2 separate regions of the Zea mays genome follow, and region 1 is linked to region 2. A link is a contact called in public Hi-C data. All regions are on one chromosome and are shown on one strand. The core of a region is the stretch at or near the end of the contact, and the rest is flanking DNA. Distances in the headings are between cores, read along the strand shown. Region 1 holds the start of LOC542467 (proline rich cell wall protein 1). Region 2 has its middle 170 kb from the start of LOC542467.

Region 1 (6,875 bases), core at 3,754-6,253, 170 kb after region 2:
ATTACAAAAGTTGGGTATTACACCTCTTCACCCTTCTCGACAAGAACTGTAGCTCACAAAATACAAGGGGAGGTTTTGATCTTTAGTTTTCGGAAGAAGGTTGCTAAGAAAGGTTGGTTTATGTTTCTTTTGCCAATTTTTATTTATCCAAGATATATTTAGTTGTTAGAAAAAGATGGTTTATGTTTTTCTTTCCAATTTGTGTTCTTTTGTGTTTATGTTACTTTTTTACAGGTGATGATGGAGAGGAGTCCCTAGATGTATAACTTATCAAGGCTAGATCCATCATACATATCTGAGGTCCATAGGTTTATTATTGTTGCTACGAACCAATGCTGCAGAAGACATAGCACATATATTTCCATGCATGGACTACAAAAATGTAGTTGTATTTGACGACAAAGAACAAACCATATCTCATCTGGTATGTCGATGATTTATGAAGGATTACATTATTTGGACAAAGCATGGAGATGGTAGATCTCTGCCTTATACAATTGGAAACCCGGCAAACATCGACGACAGATTTTAGTTCATTCATGAGACACAACATCTTCCACAGAGCGGACATGTAGTGACAAATGTTACTGATCATGTGTAAACCCTAAAGATGTGATTTCTAAGACTTTAACCATTCAAGATATAATAATGGAATTATACAGTATGACCTAAGAACTTGATCTCCTTTAGCCAGAAATCACATTTAGAGAATTTGGCATACAAATGATGGTCTCGCAGACGCTAAAGCACGATGTGTAGGTGCATGGTGTGTTTGGCTTAATTCTTTGAGTATACCAAGATATCATCGATGAAAACCACCACAAACTTGTCCAACTCAAGAATGGATACTGAGTTCATAAAGTACATGAAATATGCTGGTGCATAGGTCAGTCCAAACATTATTGCCAGATACTCATAAAGCCCATATCTGGTTGAGAAAGTCGTCTTCGGGATTCACTTGTCTAGATCTTAATTTGATGATAGCCGGAGCGAAGGTCTATCATGGAAAACACTTTGGCTCCAACAAATTGTTCAAAAAGAACATTAATGCAAGGCAAAGGATACTTGTTCTTAATAGTTACCGCATTAAGAGGGCAGTAATCTATGTCGAGCCTTAGACTTTCATCCATCTTCTTCACGAACAAGGTTAGACATCCCCTAGGTAAAGTACTTGGGCGGATGAAATCTTTAACCAGCAATTCTTGCAATTGTTTCTTAAATTATGCTAGTTCGGTTGGTGGCATTCTGTAGGGTCTCTTAGAGATAGGTGTGGTACCTGGTTGCAATTCTATGCAAACTCTATGTCTCGGTTGGGTGGCATTCCAGGCAACTCATATGGGAAAACATCGACATATTCATAGACCATTGGAACTTTCTCCAAGTGTAGTTCTATCATGGAAAAAACACATGTCTGTGTACTCCCTTGACTAGGCAAGTACAAGGTGAGCTCTCCACAAGTTGGGAATTGGATTTCAATGGCACGGTTTGTGACATCTATCACGACGTTGTGCTGGGTCATCCAATTAGTCCACAAGATGGTGTCTACACTTTCCAAGACCAAAATCAAGAGGGTGGTTTTGATATATTTACTTCCAAGGTGGATAGGTACATAATGGTTTAGCTTATAGGTCGCAACCTTGTCCCTTGGCGTTGCTATCATATAGGCCCCTTGGTATGATAGAAAGGCAATTGGCATTTGCCACTGAATTTTGCGCTAATGAAACTATGCGATGCACCAGAGTCAAATAGAATTATTGTAGGCTGATTAAGGACTGAAAAAGTGTCGATCCTAACGAGTGCTCCTTGTGGCAGGTCCTCTAGAGTAGTGAAGTTCAACCTTCCCTGCTTGACTTGGACTCTCTGCTTCTGGCCCTTGCTCAGAGCTGCAATTGGTCCTGGTCTTAGTTGATTCTGAGGGCAATCTTTGGCATAATGGTCAGTGTTGTCGCAAGTGTAGCACTTGTTTCCATTTCATTGGCGATACTGTTGTGGTTGCTGTTGAGGCTGGTTGTTCCTTTAAGCGGGTGTTGGAGGGCAATTGGGTGCCTGCGGCTGCTAAGACGACCTTATCACCTGTAACGCCTGAATTTAGGGGCCAAATCTGAGTGTGAATCAAATGTGTGCTAGGATCAAGTCTCACACATATGGTGACTCATGGTACAAAAATGAATGTCACATCTTTACTATACAATAGGAGTTCTGTACAAAAAACTAAATGATTATATCATATGAAGACAACGATCCAGCAACCATAGTTGACTGGAAGACCACAGCCTAGATCTCTCATGAACTCACCATGGCATCCATCATGCACCTTATCTTGTGGTACCTGTCTTTGACCTGGGGGATGTGAGTATAGCAAAGGTGAGCTCACATACGTTCATCGCTCAACAAGTTGTGGGGAATAATGTGCATGAGCTCACTTACGCTGGGGGCTCATGTGAAGTGTAAGGCTTTCGATACCGCTTCCACGGTCTGGGCATGGCCCTGTGATGTCCCATCGTGCCGACGTGACTCGATAGTATTAGGTCGACTCTTCCTTTTTGTAGATGTGTTCGCTTGAGAGCCGACTGTCGTCTTGCTGGGTTGCTCGGCGGGCAGGTTGGTCGGTAGCCCTGCCACGCTGGGTTGCTCGGTGGACAGGTTGATCGGCAGTCCCGCCTCACTAGGTTGCTCGGCAGGCAGGTTGGTCGACAGTACCGTCTCGCTAGGTTGCTCGGCAGTATTTATTCGGCGAGCGGGCCGGCCGGTTTGACGGACCGTCACCGGTAGGCCTTTTGGACCTTCGCGCTGAGCTGCTTGGCAGGCGGGCCGATAAGTTAGTGGGCCGTCTTTGGGAGACCTTTGGGCCTTAGTTGGGTACCCTGTTCTCACGTAGCCGACATATATGAAAACAAAGCAAAATATGTGGCAAAGTGTTGATCTATCCAATTTGTAATCTCCGATTGCATTATTAGTGAAACCAAGCTGATCGATAGAAGAAAAATGAGCATCATCTTGAACCACCACGGATATTTCTATCCCGGCCCGCATTTGTGTTGAATCAATGTTTCTAAACGTTGAGAATAAGTGTATGGGTCATGTTTTGAATGTGAAAAGTCAAATTCATAGACTAGTGACACTGACTTTATGAAAATGTAGCACAGAGAGAGAAAAGAAAGGACTGCAGTGGGTCCATGCTCTTTATGGATCACACGTTTCTTTTTGTTTCTTTTTCACATGTTTGCTTTTGTGTACTAGAAGAAGGATATTTGTATTTAATCAAATGTGGCGTACTGCAACAGTGAGAGGACCCAGCCAGCTGCCGGCAAAACAGCTAACATACATAACAACGAATATATAGCAAAATTTCACGAGTGCATAGATGCATATAAAATCAACATACTAAACTATGAATGGCACGTTTCATTTGTTCCTTTTTTTACCCTTTTTGCTTTTGTGCACAATAATAAGGCCGAATGAATTATGTATTTAATCATCTTTTGTGTATTAAAACAATGGTTTCTGTTAGTTAGCTGCTCGAAACAGCGAACATATATACATAACAACCAACATATAACAAAAACCCACTGAGTGCATAAATGCGTGTATACACGGAACAAGCTAAACTGCACTAAGATCATATAATAGCATAACATACAAAAAATGACAAAGAAAAGATAGGATAGATACAACAAGTAGCAGCACCTACAAAAGCACGCTGCAACATGGCATTTTATTTAAACACTACAATAATTGTTAATAGCCACTTCCTCAGTTGATAGCTGCTGGTGGGATGTGTGGAGGGTCAGGCTTTGGTTTGGGCTCGGGCTTAGGTTCTGGCTGTGGTTTTGGTTCGGGCTTAGGTTCTGGTTTTGGTTGGGGCTCTGGTTTTGGTTCGGGTTTAGGCTCTGGTTTTGGATCAGGCTTAGGCTCTGGCTTTGGTTGTGGCTCCGGTTCTGGTTTCGGTTTTGGTTCAGGTTTAGGCTCTGGCTTTGGTTCTGGTTCTGGTCTTGGTTCGGGTTTAGGCTCAGGCTTTGGCTCTGGTTTTGGTTCGGGCTTAGGCTCTGGCTTTGGCTCTGGTTTTGGTTCTGGCTTAGGCTCTGGCTTTGGTTGTGGCTCTGGCTTTGGATCTGGTTTCGGTTTCGGCTCAGGCTTTGGCTCTGGCTTAGGTTCTGGCCTTGGTTCGGGTTTAGGCTCAGGCTTTGGCTCTGGTTTTGGTTCGGGCTTAGGCTCTGGCTTTGGCTCTGGTTTTGGTTCTGGTTTAGGCTCAGGCTTTGGTTGTGGCTCTGGCTTTGGTTCTGGTTTCGGCTCAGGCTTAGGCTCTGGCTTAGGTTGGGGCTCTGGCTTTGGCTCCGGTTTCGGTTCGGGTTTAGGCTCTGGCTTAGGCTCTGGTTTTGGTTGTGGCTCTGGCTTTGGCTCTGGTTTCGGTTTGGGTTTAGGCTCTGGCTTTGGCTCAGGTTTATGCTCTGGCTTAGGCTCTGGTTTTGGTTCAGGTTTTGGCTTTGGTTTTATTTTAGGTTCGGGCTTAGGCTCTGGCTTAGGTTCGGGCTTAGGTTCAGGCTTCGGTGTAGGCAATGGCTCTGGTTTGGATTTTGGTTGAGGCTTGGGCATTGGTTGAGGTTCAGGGTTGGGCTTTGGTTGAGGTTCAGGCTTTGGCTCTGGATGTGGCATAGGTTTCGGTTTAGGTTCTGGCTGGGGCAGTGGCTGCATATGGGGCTCCGGCTTAGTTTTAGGTTGTGGCTCCGGCTGGGGCATCTCAGCGGCAGCACGTCCATGCTTGCGCGCGAAACGCGCGCCGTGGCCAAGCCCGAAGCCGGCAGCAGCCGCTTCGTCGAAGGCGGTGGCAGCGGCCACTCCTGCCAGAAGCACGGCGAGGAGAAAGCAAGAGAGGCGACGCGTCGCCGCCATTCCTGCTGCTCCTGCAAGTTATTAGCCTGCTAACTCTGCGGTGTGTCTTCCTCTCTCTTGCTCTAGAACTGTTGGATCGTAGTAATCTCTCTGCTGTGTTGTGTGTGTGTGGATGACGGGGGTGTGGCCATGGGTAGGATTTATAGCGTGGCCGAGCCAACCAGCTTTGGACGCGTGGATGGCTGTCTGTCTTGCTGCTTACAGGTTTGGCCTCGGCCGTATCACCGGGTTGGTAGCAGCTAATTAAGCCCGTGTTATTGTTATTCAACGAATAGCAGTAGCACGTAACTTTCACTTTTACTTTCTCACGGATTCGCGTCCATCTCTTCTCTTGTTCCAACATATATAATGTAGATACACGCTGCTGTCCTGCGACTAGGGATGAAAACGGTCGGAAACGGTATTTATTCGGTAATCAGTTTTTTTGTCGTTTTTCTTTTATTGTGATATATAATATATAATACAAATTTGTATTCTTGTTTTTAACATCCAGCTTGTTAAGATTCATAAAAGGTAAACCTCAAATTCATCCTATATTTTCTCAAATAATAGATATAAACTTCGGTATGGATTCGGAAACAAATTCGGTAATTTTTTCAACTTTTTGTGTTGTAGGGAGCAAATAATACATAAAACAATTTATGTAATATTTTATTCATATTTGTACTAATGTGCTTGATAACATAAGAAAAGATCAACATCAAATTTTATACATATCTATTTTAAAATATTAAATTTGTTCTAACAGTTCGGATTACCACTTTCATCCCTACCTGCGAGTCAGCACACCCGACTGGTACGTTTGCTAGCCTCTGATGAGACACGGGGACACGGGTAGGTATTTATTAGCTTCTCTTTGACGACACACGCTGCTGCTGATGACCATATATATGAAGGATTCATCTCTTCTCTCATCCAGGCGGGCCATGCATTCAGTTATTATCTGTGTACGTACATCGTCGTTTGATATTCCTGGTTGCTTTGACAGCCAGAGCAAAGATATTTTGTGCTGATATATCTAGCTAGCTAGATGACCAGGGCTAGCCAATAGCCATTGTCATCTGTCGCTGCATGCGCGTGGTCCTGGAGTTCACATCGTCATCCTAGAGCTTGTCCTATGGCGAGCTTGGTGTGCGATGCGTAGCTGGCATCATATGCATACATGGTTGGCGGGCATTCAGCTGGGAGAGGACAGACGACACTGTGACACAGGATCGATGATATTCGTTACTCGACATTTGATCTGTAGCTACAATATCTGTTTTGGCCAAACGCGACCCAATCAGCACCCTGCACCTTTGGTTCCCAGAGCATGCGGCTTCAAAGTAAGCCCTGGCCTCCTCTGTCATGAGTGGTCTCTACAAAAGAATCTTCACATATATTTTTTTTGGCAGTACTACCATACTTACATAGGCAGCGCCGTTAACACAGTAGTCGCATCTACAAACATATCTTTGGAGGTAGATCAGTCAAGTAGGGCCTCTACAAATGATATTGCGTGTAAGAGCATTAATTTTCAACAGTGGCTTAAATTTGTGCCATATATTGAAATATATAGGACATAACTCATAAAAAATAGTTCCAACAATGTCTTATTTTATAATTTTTTTATAAAAAAATAGGACACATAATAGAGTGACTCAAATATACTATACCTCGTATTATTTAGTGCCCTATCCTTAATTTCTACATTACCATCAACTTTCTTTCCTAATAATATAATTTGCTTCCTAAATACATGCTTCAGGGCTTAACTCTTCGAGTTCAATTTGTTTTTAGTACTCTAAACACTCTAAATGATATAGTATTTTAGTTTTTGGGGCACTATTTTGAGACACTTTGTTAGAGATGCTCTAACTAATAGCCCCCATCATATCCTCGTCAGGAATTATATATGGTAACCAAAGGAGGAAGGGAGATATTTTATTATCTACCAAAAATTACCAATCTAAGAGGACTCTGATTTTGATTCCTTTGATATAGTT
Region 2 (6,665 bases), core at 770-3,269:
GCTCACTTATCTTTAAATTCTTCATAACAACAATGCTTACTCCCTTAAGCAAAGTTATTCTCCTTTAATAGGTCTATAATATTGATGTGGTGACCTAGGGCAAAAACCTTAGAATTTGGAAGTTACATGGCCCCAAAGATGAGTTCATTACAATGAAATTCAGACTTAATCCAAAGAGTTCAAGTGTGGCTCTTTTGCAATTAAGTCCAAATCTCAAGTTTTGGATTGCAAACCCTCATGATTGGGGACCATATGACTTAAGATACTTTAACATCATGGTTTTTGCACTTTAGTCCAAAAGTGCACTAATTTAGCACTTAGCCCCCTAGGGTTTAGGTTTAGGGTTTTCCAAGGTTCCAATTAGGATTTTTGATATCTCAGGGGTGTGAATGTAATGTAGGTCCATTCTTAAGAACATTTTATGACTATTTCACTTAAACTTTAGGGTTTTCTCTATTTGGCTCTTGTTTACCCTTAAGAACCCTATTTAAGGTTAAGTACCCTACACTAGGGTCTTATTTGCAAAATGCCATATCAATACAACTTGTTTGAAATTTTTGCCTAGTGAATGCACTATAGGTGTATCAAACATATGAAATGCTAATGCTTATGATGTTATGCTCAAGTTTTAGTGACAGTAACACCAGGGGTGTTACATCTGGCCTAGGAATGTTCCGATTCCCCGGGCGGCCGACGAGGACATGTTTACATCTCAATTAGCTCGTGAGATGAAAATTTTCCCTTACGAATGGAATGTTGCTGCTGTTGTATCGACAGTGATGGAGAAGGATCGTCAAGACGCGCCGTGGAAACATCGGGCATTTGTGAGGGTCGGGGACCCGCGCCGTGAGGTCAAAATGGCGCGGGCGAGCGCGAAGCCTGCCGCCCTCGGCTCCAGCAAGCCTCCGCCTGGTGCGCCCGATGCTAGTATGCCGCTCCCTACCATGCCCACACGGGAGCGAAGGCCTCCGTCGCCACCGCGTGCTGCTGAGACGGCGGTGGGTGGGGCCGAAGTCTCCATGGATATTTTCGTGGAGGACTACCTTGTGACCGGGTTCGCGATTTTCGACGCCCACACAGGGCGGGGACCTGTCGGTGTGTTTTTTTTTGAATGGGGTTGGGGTTTCTGACGTGACCATGGTGCAGGGTCGGAGTCTGGGCAACTGGCTGTTGTCCCAGCACCGACGACGGCTGGGTCGGTGGCCATGGCGACTAGGGCGAAGGGGTCTTCGCAAGACCTGTGGTCCAGGTTTTGCGCCAGCGACGAAATTGCTTCGGCCATCGCCGCTAGGGACATGGCTGGCTCAGTTGCGCAGTACCTGAAGCATGTGAGTAATCTGTAACACCCCAGGTGTTTATATTCTGCTGGACAGCAAGTACGGATTTAAGCACTTGATATCAGTAAATAAGATGGATACTAAGGTCTAATCATCTTCGCCTATCGTGATTTTCATATCGCATCTGTTTCATCTGCTGTGAGTTCGACATCATTTTTAGCTATCCGGGCTCTTCCGAAATTTTCATGTTGTTCGGAACATAGTTGTTACAAAAATCGGTGCGTCCGGTGATTATTTAAAATACATCGCTCGCACGAATACGAATTTGGAAGCTTTACCTACTCCTACGATTTTATCCCGGGCAAATTAGTTTGAACTCGACGACTAAAATGTTCAGGGTAAAATAATTTGAATCACGGAGTGTCTGAGAGAAATCGTGCGCGAGGTTGAAAATCAAGGAATTATAATTGAGATCCGATTATCACACAAATTGCCCGTAACCATGGAATCAGATGTTCTGACCACAGATAAATTTATCAGATTTCGAATCGAATCAAACTATGTCGCAAGTACCGTGGACCCTTTTGTTATCGCAAAAAATCTCGATCCAAAAAAATATCTACGAAATTCTTTAAAGAAATAATAAAAAAGAAAATATCTTCTAAATTCTATCCCTACTGCCGCCCCTAGCCCTGTTGATTTTTTTCTACAGCGCCGCCCTTCTTCAAAAATCCTGCCGCGGTCTTGAATTTTTTTTCCAGCACGCGCGTTTCTCTCCCTCGTCTTATCTTCTCTGCACATCGTCTTCTTCCCCTGCGGCGCACCCTAGAGCTTCTTATCGCAAGGCCATCCCGGAGCTTATCTCCTCCCCGCAGCGCTCGGCCGCTCGGCCGCCCATCTCCCTCCCCATGCCTTGGTCCTCTCTCTCCCAGTCACTCGACCTCTATTTCTCCCGCGGGAGCACGCCCAGCCGAGCGGCTCTTCCCCACGGCGCGCTCTCCCTGCTCGCCGGTTTTTCCTCTGGCGCGCCCCAGCCCCTGCTCCCACGTGCGTCCCCGGCTCCCTGCGTCGCGCGCTCTTCTTCCAGCCGCGCCCAGCCAAGGTCTATTCCATGGACGAGCGCTCTCTCCTTCTGAGCTTCACACCTCCCATGGCGCCCAGCTGCTTTCCTCTCTCTCTTGCGCTCGGCTTCTATTTCTCCTGCGCGCGATAGTCGCCCCCCATCTCGCGCTGGCCCCACTGTCTGCGCGCAGCCGCGTCCTCGAGCTCGGCTTCGAGCTCCATCTCCCTGCGCCGCTACTCTGCTGGCCGGCTGCCGCTCCCTGGTCAGCACGCTGCTTCAAGTTTGCTGAGCTCCCTGGCCATCGTGTCTTCCTTGCCGGCGCTCAGTCCTACCGCGCGATTTGTTGCTTGCTCGTCGTGGATGCGGGCCGCTGCCCAGCCGAGCTGCTCCTTCCGCTTGGTCCCTGCTGCGGCTCGCCGGCGTTTCTCCCTGCTCCTGCTCCCTGGCTCGCCTCCGCGCTCGCCGTGGCCGTCGAACTCGCCCAGCTCGATCCCAAGCGGCAGCATGCGTCCATGGTTGCGTTCGCCGAGATCTGGTGCTTAGCGTCGAAGTCACTACACTGTTGTCGCTTTGGTTTCTTTTGTCCTCGCGTGGGGTCTGGCAATCGTGTCCACATCCACGACATCGCCATCCGTGTCCCTTCCATCTTTTGGGAGGTTCTCTGAGGATCGTCGCGCCCCTCAGCTCGCGCAGCTTGATGGTGGTCCGACCACTCGCCCTCGGCTTCACCTTCATGCCGCAACGCCATCGACTCCTCGTCCAGCTTTAACTTCACCGTGACCAGTAGCTTCAAATCCGTATATCGTGTCTCTGCACTCTGCGTCATCGCCGTCGTGGTGTTTGGAGTTCGTCATGACGCGCTGATGATGATCTGCGTATAGCGGGAGATCTTCACAAGTTCACGTAGCTTCATGGTTGTTGAGTTTGTGATCCAAATTCTGAAGAAGGCGGCCAAGTTGGCGAGCGAAGCGGAGGCCCGTCGCCGGGAGGTTTGATTCATTTATGCTTTCTAAGGCTTTCAGAGGTCTCAATATGATAGTTGTGTTTATCTAAAATTTGTTAATGGATCACCTACATATTTGCTGCTATATGTTGATGATATGTTGATTGCTGCCAAGAGCATGAAGGAAATCACTGCTTTAAAGGCACAGCTTAGTAGCGAATTTGATATGAAGGATCTGGGTGCTGCAAAGAAAATTCTTGGCATAGAGATAGTCAGGGATAGGAAGTCTGGACTGCTGTACTTGAGCCAGAAGAATTATATTGAGAAGGTCCTTCGTCGTTTCAACATGCAAAATACTAAACCTGTGAGTACTCCGTTAGCTCCTCATTTTAAACTGTCTACTAAACAGTGTGCTGAAACTGATGCTGAGCTTGAATATATGTCAAAAGTTCCATACTCTAGTGCTGTTGGGTCACTCATGTATGCTATGGTTTGTTCTCGTCCTGATTTGTCTCATGCTATGAGCGTTGTTGCTAGATACATGTCTAATCCTGGTAAAGAGCATTGGAAAGCTGTTCAGTGGATTTTCAGATATCTACGTGGTTCTTCTAGTGCTTGTTTATGTTTTGGTAAATCTGGAGATGGTCTGATTGGCTATGTTGATTCAGATTATGGTGGTGATTTAGACAGGAGGAGATCTCTTTCAGGTTATGTTTTTACTATTGGAGATTGTGCTGTGAGTTGGAAAGCTCGTTTACAGGATACTGTTGCTTTGTCTACCACAGAAGCTGAGTATATGGCAATTGCAGAAGTTACTAAGGAAGCCTTATGGTTGAAAGGTATATATTCAGAACTATGTGGAATTAAGTCTTGCATTACCATCTATTGTGATAGCCAGAGTGCCATTCATCTCACCAAAGATCAGATGATTACTGAGAAATCCAAACATATTGATATTCGCTATCACTTCATTCGTGATATCATTGAAAAAGGGTTGGTAAAGGTATGCAAGATCAGTACTGATAATAATCCAGCTGATATGATGACGAAGCATGTTTCTGTTGCTAAGTTTGAGCTATGCTCAAACTTAGTTGGTATTATAAATTAGCCCTTAGTGGCTGTTGGCGCCGGCAAGATGATGATGCATTTGTTTAAGGTGGAGTTTGTTATTATGATGCTACAAGGAATTTGTCTCAAGGTGGAGTTTGTTGAGTTTGTGATCCAAATTCTGAAGAAGGCGGCCAAGTTGGCGAGCGAAGCGGAGGCCCGTCGCCGGGAGGCTTGGGCCGGAGCGCAGCGGTACGGATCGTTTTAGGGTTTCACCTCTATAAATATCTTTGTAAGCCGCAGGAGATAGCTGTCTCAATTGTAAATCTCCTGCGATCTGTAACCACCCGAAAATAGTGAGAAGTTGCCGGTCGGCGCCCGTTGTTTTTTCCCCTTCACTTCAGAGGGGTTTTCCACGTTAAATCCGTGTCTTCTCTGTGATTGATCTTATTTGTGTCGCATTCAATTTTAACAATGGTAATTAATTTTGATGGCGATCTGTGTTATTAGCACTATTTTTGTTTCCTTTGTGTGTTTTTATGTGCAATCATGGAGGGAGATTTGATGCTGAAGCCAAAGCCAGCGCGATGCTTCTCGGTTGTTCGATGAGATGGTCGAGTTGAGTATTAGTGAATTATATTCGCTACCTCTATTAGCAGAGTCATTAGATGGATTGGCTAAGTACGTTGATTTGATTATCTTGTTTGCCGTGTACCCATAGTGGCGGTGTTAGATATTGGTTAAACTGCTTCGTATATATAGTGTGTAGTTTAATTAATATCGTGAAGTATAGTTTTGTATTCGAAGCGATTAGCTGTTAAGTCCTAATATTGTTGATTGTACTAATTGTATTTATATAGTGAAGTCGATAGCCTATCTTAGTCGTCTTTTTATCCTATATGTAGTAGTCGATTAAATATCATGATTTAATATTCCTTGATGTTTGAGTTAAGTCTGGTTAAGATAGAGAGGGTGTTTGTTGTATTTATTAATATGTCGATAATATTATCATGAATGTTGAAATGCATCTCGCCTGTAAGGGTTTAATTCGCTATCGCGTAGCACTATTTAGGTTTGAAATATTTCTGTCTATATGCATTCATGTGCATAATGCATTTCATTCAGGTACGTTAATTAATCGCGTGGTGCGGAAGACGAACCAAGTCGACCCCAAGCGCGGGCTACTCTGCATGGTGATGCTGATGGACGAACCTGCCTGATTAAGTGCTAGGACAAGGATGATCGTCAAGTGGACGTCGTCTAACAACACTAACCTAGTGTTACCCAGGCAAGCCCCAGTGCATTTGCCACCTCCTTGCTATTTTAAAATCTTTCTCACGTGCTTGATGCATTAGGTTATAGGAGTTGTGTGCTAAACACTTGCTGCATTTCCTTCCTTGGAAGATTGATTACCCTTCCTTCATCACCTGTTTTATAAAAAAAATCATGCTTAGCTTTTCTCTAGAAAAACAAAATGTTTTGTTTTGACAAAAGATGATGCTTCAAGTGGGTGGGATGTTTTCAAAATAAAACTTTATGGTGGATCCATCATGGTCGTGATGGGTTCAACCTTGGAAAAGATGTACCTCTGCCAGGTACCAAACTTTAGGTTGAAAATAATAACGCTGAGACCGGACAGTTGATTTGCACGAGAAAGGAGTCTCGGTGTAGTGTCTCCGTCTGAGTCGATTAAGGACCTGAAGACTTGGTCACTGACTTACACGTAGCAATCCAGTAAACTTCTCGGACATGAAGACTTGGTCACTGACTTACACGTAGCAATCCAGTAAACTTAAAGGGTTGATAAAAGACGGCTAGTATAGGCCAAGTGCTTGAACTAGGATAGAAAGAACTTTAGATGCAGGTAACTTTACTTAACCTGACAAGTAAAAATGGATTTTTAAGGATCCACTCATAGTAAGTTTTTCTGCAAAACAGGGTATTTGATTCTTGATAAGCCATACCTTGAATCCCTCAAGCCAGCATACCCTTGAGAGTCTTTTCTTTAGTAGGGTAATTCTTGCTGAGTAATTTCGTACTCAGGGTTTTATTCCTTGTTGTTTTTCAGGTTATAGTTTTGTGCTGCTGATGATGGTGTTAAGTGCCGGTGGGCACGGCCTTCTTATAAGTCTAAGTAACCCTTCTATACTTCTTATTGAGGATGGTCACTTGAGCTAGCATATATTTCAAACTTACAAATAATTTATAACATTTCAAAGTTATTCCTTTGAACCACTTTTGTAACCACTCCGATAAATACAATGTAAACTTGTTGTAACTTGTAAAATTTGGTAATAAAATTCTGCTGCAAGATGTTGGTGTGTGATTTGTGTTA

Evidence for each region. Hi-C and Micro-C count contacts between places; a contact is called where the count stands out from the background.
Region 1: a Hi-C map of leaf shows a contact between it and region 2, with 2.8 times the contacts expected there. The contact joins the promoter of LOC542467 here to the enhancer-like site in region 2. A contact is called at or near these places in 2 of 25 Hi-C or Micro-C datasets (both in leaf).

What each region holds. Positions count from the first base shown.
Region 1 is chr10:37,512,232-37,519,106 of Zm-B73-REFERENCE-NAM-5.0, forward strand. LOC542467 (proline rich cell wall protein 1) reads right to left here and starts at 5,004. Exons shown (of 1, transcript NM_001112022.2): 1 at 3,467-5,004. The coding sequence starts at 4,890. The coding sequence ends at 3,754.
Region 2 is chr10:37,343,557-37,350,221 of Zm-B73-REFERENCE-NAM-5.0, forward strand. No RefSeq gene overlaps it. Among protein-coding and RNA genes, the nearest start is that of LOC542467, 170 kb to the right of the region's middle. Within about 2 kb of position 2,020, at least 4 of the 20 cell types and tissues checked have an H3K27ac peak or open chromatin away from gene starts, as enhancers often do. A contact at or near this core is called in leaf, where this site is marked.